Regions from separate parts of the Zea mays genome. Here region 2 is linked to region 1. Evidence: chromatin contacts called from public Hi-C data. All regions are on one chromosome and are shown on one strand. The core of a region is the stretch at or near the end of the contact, and the rest is flanking DNA. Distances in the headings are between cores, read along the strand shown.

What was found. Hi-C and Micro-C count contacts between places; a contact is called where the count stands out from the background.
Region 2: a Hi-C map of leaf shows a contact between it and region 1, with 2.6 times the contacts expected there. The contact joins the promoter of LOC100279464 here to the promoter of LOC103638302 in region 1. A contact is called at or near these places in 4 of 25 Hi-C or Micro-C datasets (ear, endosperm and leaf).

Annotation. Positions count from the first base shown.
Region 1 is chr9:42,906,436-42,911,203 of Zm-B73-REFERENCE-NAM-5.0, forward strand. LOC103638302 (very-long-chain 3-oxoacyl-CoA reductase-like protein At1g24470) reads right to left here and starts at 1,881. Exons shown (of 4, transcript XM_008661253.2): 1 at 1,511-1,881; 2 at 1,090-1,378; 3 at 552-621; 4 at 1-401. The coding sequence starts at 1,841. The coding sequence ends at 60.
Region 2 is chr9:43,136,641-43,141,408 of Zm-B73-REFERENCE-NAM-5.0, forward strand. It overlaps LOC100279464, which reads right to left and starts at 2,106. Exons shown (of 6, transcript NM_001367372.1): 1 at 1,865-2,106; 2 at 1,702-1,767; 3 at 489-563. The coding sequence starts at 2,058.

The DNA.
Region 1 (4,768 bases), core at 631-3,130:
GACTGACAGCTGCATGCAGAGAGATAGGGCTAGCACAGCACAGCTGGCTAGCCAAATGGCTAGGCACTGATCTTTGGCGCAACTGAATTGGCGTCGTCATCGTCAGGTGTCACGGCCTTCTCGGCGCGTGAATGGGCGCTGGCGATCGCGGCTCGACCGCCGCGGAGGACGGCTCTGTGCTGCAGGTGCAGGCGGATCCGGTACCAGTCGTGGACCCAGTCCGGCACGAAGCCGGTGAGGCACCACTGGAGGTTCTGGGCGGCGCCGGGAACACACACCGGGCCGTTCCCGATCCACCGCGCCGCCGTGCTGGTGTAGTCCTCCGCCGTCGCCACGAACCACGGCCGGAGCTTGGCCTTCACGGCGCTCGACAGCATGCGCGTGTGCACATAGAACGGGACCTGCAAGGCAAGGTACGTACGTTATTAGCAGGTCGATACTGTGACTGTGCTGTGCTGGTGTGTAGTCACCGGCCTCGCCAGCTCATGCTTGCTCGATCAGCTGGATCGATGTTGAACTGAAACCGGCGGCCAGTGTCGATCAGTACGGACCTGGTATTGGACGTCGATTCCTTTGCTCTTGTATTCGACGTAAAGGCTTCTGGAGAGATGAGCCACATACCTGGAGATGGGATGAACACCACACTGTATTATATATATAAATATATATATGTCGTCTTCTCGTAGTCGTAGCTAGCTTGGCATCTAAACTGTATTGTATATAATTTATACCCGTGAAATAAATGCTTTTAATTAATTGTCATAATTACTTGGTTAAACATTGACAAAAGAAATTCCTTGACTGCTTATATATATATATATATATATATATATATATATATATATATATATATATATATATATATATATATATATATATATATATATGTCGTGTTCTCGTAGCTAGCTTGCATTGGCATCTAAACTGTATTGTAAACAAATGCTTCTAATTAATTGTCATAATTACTTGTTTAAACATTGACGAAAACTCCGACGCTGAGACGCTAGCTTGTTTTAATAGCATGCATGCAAAATCGTTAGAACGAAAACAAGCACAATTAACAATGCCTCACGTAGTATAATTATATACTTTTTGGTGGAGCTGTAGACGGTGTACAGAGGGAAGGACGGGACGGCCACCGTGGAGCCCGATCCAACGTTAACGATGGCACCCCTCCGCCGCGCTAGCATGCTGGGCAGCACCGCGGCCGTGACCTCGGTGAGCCCCCACAGGTTCACCCGTATCATCCGCACAAAGCGTTCGATGTCCGCCTCGTGCAGGTACACCGCGCCAGGCGTGTTCACCGCCGCGTTGTTCACCAGTATCCCCACGTCCAGCCCCTCGATCGCCTCCCGCAGACGGCGGATCGCCTTGTCGCCTGCCAGGCAAAAGACAAGCGCTCATCGATCATGTTACTAGAGATCGAGCACGAGCACAGGATCAACCCGTGTTCAGGCTAGTAGTGATCCGTGTGTGTGCGTGGATCGATATCGATCTCATCTCACCGTACCTTCTGGTGTGGCGACGAGGGAGAGGTCTAGAACCACAGTCCTTATCTTCACGGGGTGGACGGACTTGATGGCCTCGGAGGTCTCCTGGAGGTTGTTGGCGTCGAGGTCGAGGAGGACGAGGTTGAGGCCCCGTCGCGCGAGCTCCATGGCCATGGACCGGCCGAGCCCGGAGGTCGGGCCAGTCACCATGGCCCATGAGCCGTAGCGGTGGAGGTCCTTCGGCCCGCGCAGGCACAACGCGAGATAGGCGAGGGGCCGCCAGCAGATGGCGGCGATGTACAAACCACCAAGGCAGGCCAGCGAGACGAACCAGACATGTACGTCGTCCATTATCTCTGCTTCTGCCTTCAGCTTTCAGCTACACAGCAGATGCCACTATACATACATATATAGACCATGCAAAACGTGGGTGGAATTTGCGGCGTCCATTTCTCTGCTACTCTAGATCGTAGCTAACACCTCTCCAACTAACTCGATCGAGACAGGGCTAAGCTATTAATTAGCATTCATAACGGCTTCAATAGGCCTAGTGTGTGTTTATATATATATATATATATATATATATATATATATAAATTAAAGCACCAGTTTTTAACGGTCGTTTTGCGTCATAAAATATTAAAAAACAATGCAAGAGGTGGGGTTTGAACCCACACCCTGATGTAAGAAGGGTGAGAAACAATTGGCAAAGCTATCTAACCAATAAAACATAATGCTCAGATGTTTATAATATTGAATAATAATTATACATAATTATATATGATTTTTTTAAAAAATAAAAAAATAATTGTGTCGGGTCGGGCCAGCACTACGGGCCGAGGCTACGGCCCATGCACCGCACGACGCTCGTGTCGGGTTGGCCCAGGCACTATTAAATGGGTCGTGCCTCGGACCGGCTCGCCAGACACGGTCCATTTTGCCATCTATACCTCCGCACGATAATGATGGTCATCGCCTTAGTTGCCATCACCTCGTTCGTCATTCTACTTCTTTTCTCTCTCCCCTCATGCCTCCACCTCCACGCCACCTCATTATCGGCAGGGGATGCAGGAGCATGCGCCTCCTCCCCGTATTTGTCCGACACCAGCCTCGACACCTACTACTGCAGTGGCTATTGCACATCCACGAGGACGTTTCACATCATGCGCGCACCATCGTTTTCGCCGTCGTCGGACGTCTCGATCATCTTCCCGGCCTTCGCCCTATTCTTCCTCCCCAACCTGCTAACCTCGCCCACGGTCGCAGCTGCGAGCCGACAGATGCTCATCGACGCGGGTACGACCCGAGTCGGTCATGCTCCTGACCTTTCTCCGTGCGTGCCATCGAGGAGGATATGGTGGCGTCTGCCACGCTTAGGTTATCTTGGCGATGAAGAATCCAGGTCTGAGATATTGGACAACCAATGCCCATAGCGTGGTAGCAGTCGGCATATGCTACGGAGTTGGTGGTGGTGTTGTGTCGCTTCGGTGGGTCTAGGGCTGGGAAGACACTCGCATTCTCTCGCCCTTCTCGGATTGACGCCTGGTGCGGGTGCCTCTCGGTTTGGAGCTACTCCGGCTGGGCTTCTTTCTTCGCTTGCATGCTCTCTCCCTATATATCTAACGGTATACTACCTATGTCGCCTCCAAATGCCTATGTCTTCGTCGTGCCCTTCTCTGGCAATGAATATATATGTTCGTCTCTTCCCTTCCCCTTCTGCTCTACGAAACCTTGGAAGTGGGGGAGGCGAGGGATGGGGGTCTCTGATTTGCTACCTATGGTACCCGTGTGTTCATAAAAAATATTATGCAAAGAGCGGAGACAACCAATAAAAAATCTTGAGATCTTTTTGGTGGATAATTTATGTGGGTATTGTTGTGAGCCGTCACAACGCACAGGTAACTAACTAGTATATATATATACCAGTTTCAACTGTCGTCATACGTCATAACTTTACAAATAACCACTTACATTTATCTCTAATTAACCCGCTGCATCCCTCCATGCACACAACCTCCACGTCCTGCCCGTTAGCTGGTCGGGTGGTTAAATTAGTGTAAAATATTAAAAAAAGTGGTGCAGGAGGTGGGGTTCGAACCCAAACCCTGATGGAAGAAGGGCAGGAAACACTGAGTGAAGCCATATAACCAGTAGAACATCATGGTTAATTATTTTTAATATTGCATATAAATTGTATATTTGTATATACGAGTTTTATAAAATAAAAAATATAATCGTGCTGGGCCGGATCAGCACTACGGGCCGTGGCTACAGCCCAAGCACGACACGACGATCGTGTCGGGCTGGCCCATGCACTATTAAATGGGTCGTGCCTCGGACCAGCTCGCCAGACACGACCCATTTGGCCATCTATACCTCCACACAATAATGATGGGTCTAGGGCTAGAAGGCACTCGCATTCTCTCGCCCTTTTCGGACTGACGTGTGGTGCGGGTGCCTCTCAGTTTGGAGCTGCTCTGGCTGGATTTCTTTCTCCGCTTGCGTGCTCTCTCCCTATATGTATCTAGCGGTATACTACCTATGTCGCCTCTAGATGTCCATGTTTTCGTCATGTCCTTCTCCGGCAACGAACAGGTATGACTGTCTCTTCCCTTCACTTCCCGCTCTACGAAACCTTGGAAATGGGGGAGCCGGGGGATCGGGATCCCTGATTCGCTGCCTATGGTACCCATTCGATGGATCATCATCGCCTGTCTACATGGCCTTTCCTTTACTACGATGTTGACTCGGTTAGTCAAATAAAAAAAATATTATGTGGAGAGCAGAGACAATCAATAAAAAATCTTGAAATCTTTTTGGTGGATAATTTATGTGGGTATTGTTGTGAGCCGTCGCAACGCACGGGCAACCGACTAGTATGTATAAAAGCATCAGTTTCAACGGTCGTTCCGCGTCATCTTTTTACAAATAACCCCTCACATCTTTTTCAAATTAACCCGCTGCACGTCCGTCCCCTCCGTGCACCCCTGCACGGGCCCGCTAGGCCCGATGCCCGTGGGCTGCAGCTCCAACCTAGGCACGACACGCCAGCTTGCTGACCGTGTCAGGCCGACCCGTTAGCCCGTCAGTCCATTTGGTTAAATTAGCGGTGCAGGAGGTGGGGTTCGAACCCAGTCCTATAATGGAAGAAGGGCGAGAGACACTGAGTGAAGCCATCGAACCAGTAGAACATCATGATGAGGTGTTTTTAATAAATAATATAAATTGTTCATATGTATATAAGATTTTTTGTAAAATAAAAAATATAATCGTGCTGG
Region 2 (4,768 bases), core at 856-3,355, 230 kb after region 1:
TCTCCTGCGTGTTCGAGAAAAAAAAAATCCCCTCCTATCCCCTTGCAACCGAACATGCCCGTAAGAGGTAGAACAGGGAAGCACCAATGAATTGTTAGAGAACAGGAGAAATACATAGCTTTCAGGGATACAAACTCCCTCCACAATCAACATTCCATAGTATTGGATAAATCCAAGAAATTCTACCACAAATCGAAAGAAAAAGGAAGACCCCTATGATTATTTCATGACCAAATTGCAAAACATATTTAATAATGTTTTGGGTGTTATGGTTGCCTAGCAAATGGTAGCAATATTTTAATTAGGGACATTGCACAAAGAAATGCAATTTCATGGCACAATTGCATTTGCAGTACAGTTAGTTATCATAGTTAATAGAGACATGCAGAACGCCTGAGTGTATGAATACAAACTAGCCTTAAGACATGACAGTCTCTGCTTGGAAGAACCATATAGAAACTAATAAGACATGGAGGTGCAAAACTTACTTCCGGTCATTTGTTTTGTCAGCCTCGGTAATTCTTGGAGCAGGCACATAATCAATATGATAATCACCCTTACCCCTACAGAAAGAAAAGAATTAGGATATTTTTCACACCCAAAAAAAAGAGTGAGTCAAAAGGATAATAATGAGAAGGCCATAGTAAAACTCCCATGTATTGGTGCCAGATAGGAGCCATAGCTTATAATAAACAAGTAGTGACCTGAGTCACGTAATGAAGACATGTCAAGTTTATTTACCACTTCATTTTTTAACCAAGTTCCAATGTAGTCTGTTCTGCGTTTAAGTATAGAGCTCAAGAATGTCACATCATCTATCATGAGCCCATTCGCAATTTCTCTAAGTGCGACCCAACATGGGTACCTTTTTACATTTCGTTTTGGTCCTATTTTAGTAGAGTAGAACCGTTCCTCTGCCACTACCAATAATGTCGTGGTATTAGGGCTGCCCCAATATCACTTTCAGGATCATAGGAAAAATTATCATGTTTCTAATACACATACACAAAATTCAACATCATTTTTCCACAATTTCTAAATTCAAATTAAAACATAACATAAGGTCTAAATGCATAATAAGCTAATTCAAACATAAACATAGGGCTCGAACACAGAGCACCACACGCTCCCATTTCCACTGCCACTCCCTCCATTCTAGATGCTAGGGAATTTGAAAATACATTTGCATTTATTGACAATTGCCAAAACACTCGTAAGATAGTTGCATAATTTATGTACTACTCCCTCCGCTCAAAATTGTAGGCTGTTCTGGCTTTTCTAGTCTTTTCTAGGTGCATAGCTTTGTGCCTACATATACATTATGTCTAGATATATAAAGTAAAAGCCATGTATCTGAATAAAAGGCTATATACCTAAAAAAAGTCAAAATGGCTTACTATTTGGAAATGAGGAAGTAGTTATCACCGCCTGTCTTTTTTTCTAAATACTAATCAAGATCCTATGATAATGCACCACAAAAACACTCTTTTTCTCTCTTCTGGCAATTTTAGAAGGATTATTTTAAGGCTCTTGGGTTAATGCACCACAAAAATGCACTCATCCCATCCCATTTTGAAATTGAAAATGTTACCATACCTTCACAGCAAAATCAGAACAACCAGAAATGAGAGAGTGGGGGCGGTAATTTAGGAAAAATAAGTTTATGACACATGAGACACAAGTAAGGGAGAGGGATATCACCTCGCGTCGGCCTTGCCGAGGACCTCCTCGGGGTATTGCCGTCTGTACTGCTGCCTCCACCGAAATCTAAACAGAGAAACGAACCAAAGTCACGCAAAACCAAATAAGCATAAAGAAGCAAGATCATATAAGAGAGCGAACTGGATGGGCGGATCCTCCATACGAGAATTCTTGGAAAGCGTAGACAACGGGGTGGATCTTGGGGATGACAACGGGGAGGCGCTCGAAAAGCACCGACGCCACCAGCTTTCCGTCGGCCGTTTCCTTAGATGAAGCCAGCACAGAGGAGCTGAAGCCGCGCGGTTCTCGGAGCGACCGGCGAAGAAGGCTCACCGTCGCCGGCAATCGGGACAACATGGTGTGGGCGGTGGTCGGGTTCAGGTGGTGCCGCGCCGCAACGGTGTGGGGAGGGAACTGAGAAGATGGCGAAGGAAGAACCGAAGAACCCTCTGCCTAAACTGTAGCCTCGTGGGCCTTGTCCCTACGGGCCGCAAGCCCCCAGAAATGAGCTTCCACTCCTTCAGGAATCTGGGCTGTTTATTTGGGGCGCAGAAATTTCACCAGATTTACACACGTAGGGCTAGTTTGGGAATTTCATTTTTCCAAATAATTTCCATTTTCCTAATGCTCCGTTTAGATCATTAGAATTGAATTATATTCTAATAATAATAATTTAGACATATACCAATTAATTTAATTCGGTTTTATGTAAAATATTTTTGTATGTCATTATTAGCAAGATGTCGGAGATATTTATGTGCTACATTTTCATTATAGAAGAGTGAGTCTAAGAGTGTTCTATAAGCTACTAGATAAGTGCCCGTGCGTTGCGACAGTGTATAAATTATTTAATAAATGTTAGTGCACAACAATTACATGAAAACGAACAACATATATATCAACCCCAATATCTGACATATGAGGAGTGAACATGCCAGTCAGTAATAGCAAGTGATTGTTCCCGAGAAGTCGTGAAAGGTGAGATTAGGAAGAAGGGATATTGGGGAAGTAATCTTCTATTTCTTAATTGCCAAATGTTCCAATACAAGAGATAAATAGGCATTATGCCTTCTAACAAACATAGATGGAAAATCTCCTCAAATTGAGACAGTGGTTTCTGGCTGCGATCACTCGGTCTCCATCGATGATTTGTTGCAACTCAATGTTCAGCACCTTGAGACAGTGGTTTCTGGCTGCGGTGACTCAGTCTCCATCGATGATTTATTGCAACTCAATGTTCAGCACCAGATTAAATTGACTTTCGCTAACATCGTTCCTATAAATTAGACACAAATAAGCTTCGTGCTATAACAAAACAGAGAAAATAGAAGTGGCCAAATCAAAAGAAGAGAGAGTATAACCATTCAGTTTAGAATCACATGAAATTATCTCATACAAGGGAATCCTGGTCAAGGTTTTGCTCTTTCTCACACAACATTGAATTATCTCAAACTCATAGCAGGGTACTTTATTCACCTCATAACCATTAGCGTAATTTTTTGGTTCTCGCAACAAATCTTGACTTCATTATCTATTTATAACAGAGAGATGTACATAGCCACCAAGTCATGCGACCCTAAACCCAGATCGAAGCTACTCTACTCGTTACTGGAAATCCAGAAGCTACCAACAATGTATTTGTCTCGGGATGAGGCAAAAATGCCATGCCACATCGGGGTCATATACAGATAAGATGTAGTTAGTGTTCATCCAAAAAAATAGGGGAACACACACCTTGTCGGGTACCGTAATTAGGGGTACCCACAGCACTCCTAAACACGGTTGGTAACCACCATCAGCACAAGCTGCAGAGACTGATGGGCACGATTCAGGTCAAGGCTTCGTCTACTCAAGGGACGCGATCTCACCTCGCCCGAGCCCAGCCTCGGGCGGGAACAGTAGTCCCAGGCGAATTCACGCCTCGCCCGAAGCCCAGCTCGGGCAGGCTTCGTTGTGAAGCAACCTTGGCCAACTCGCCTTCACCAACCGACCGTATCGTAGGCGCATTCAATGCGAGGAGCGCCTGACACCTTATCCTGACACACGTGCCTCAGTCGGCAAGGTCGAAGTGACCGCAGTCACTTCGCCCTTCCACTGACCGACCTGACAGGAAAACAGCACCGCTCGCCCCTCTCCGACTGTTGTGCCACCCACCAGGGTGAGGCTGACAACAGCTAAGTCTAGCCTCAGGCGCAACAGGAAGCTCCGCCTCGCCCGACCTTGGGCCTCGGCCTCAGGAGGAGGTCTCCGCCTCGCCCAACCCCAGGGCTCGGCCTCACCCTTGGCCTCGGAAGGTGGTCTCCGCCTCGCCCGACCCCAGGGCTCGGCCTCGACCTTGACCTCGGGAGAAATCGCGTCCTCGCCCGACCTCGGCCTCAGGAGGAGCCTCCGCCTCGCCCGACCTTGGGCTCGAACCGACCGCGCCACAGGGGATACATCATTACCCTACCCCTAGCTAGCTCAGGCTACGGGGGAACAAGACCGGCGTCCCATCCAGGCTCGCCCCGGTAAGAAGTAATGATGGCTCCCCGCGTGCGTCCATGACGACGGCGGTTCTCAGCCCCCTACGGAAGCAAGGAGACGTCAGCAAGGTCCCAGCAGCCCCAATAGCTGTGCTTCTACAGGGCTCCAGCGCTCCTCCGACGGCCACGACACCGCGTACACAGGGCTCTAGCACCTCTCCGACAGCCACGTTGGCATGTACACAGGGCTCTGGCACCTCTCTGCCGGACACGTTAGCGCATAGCTACACCCCCATTGTACACCTGGACCCTCTCCTTGCATCTATAAAGGAAGGTCTAGGGCCCTCATGCGGGAGAGGGTGGTGGCGCGGGAGGACGGGCTGATGAACAGGCTCGCTCTCTCTCCCTCGCGAACGCTTGTAACCCCTACTGCAAGCGCATCCCCCTGGCGCAGGATAACACGAGCCGAGTTCTTCCCCCCTTGTGTTCCATCTCGCGCCAACCCATCTGGTCTGGGACACGCAACGACAATTTTACTCGTCGGTCCAGGGACCCCCCGGGGTCGAAACGCCGACAGTTGGCGCGCCAGGTAGGGGCCTGCTGCG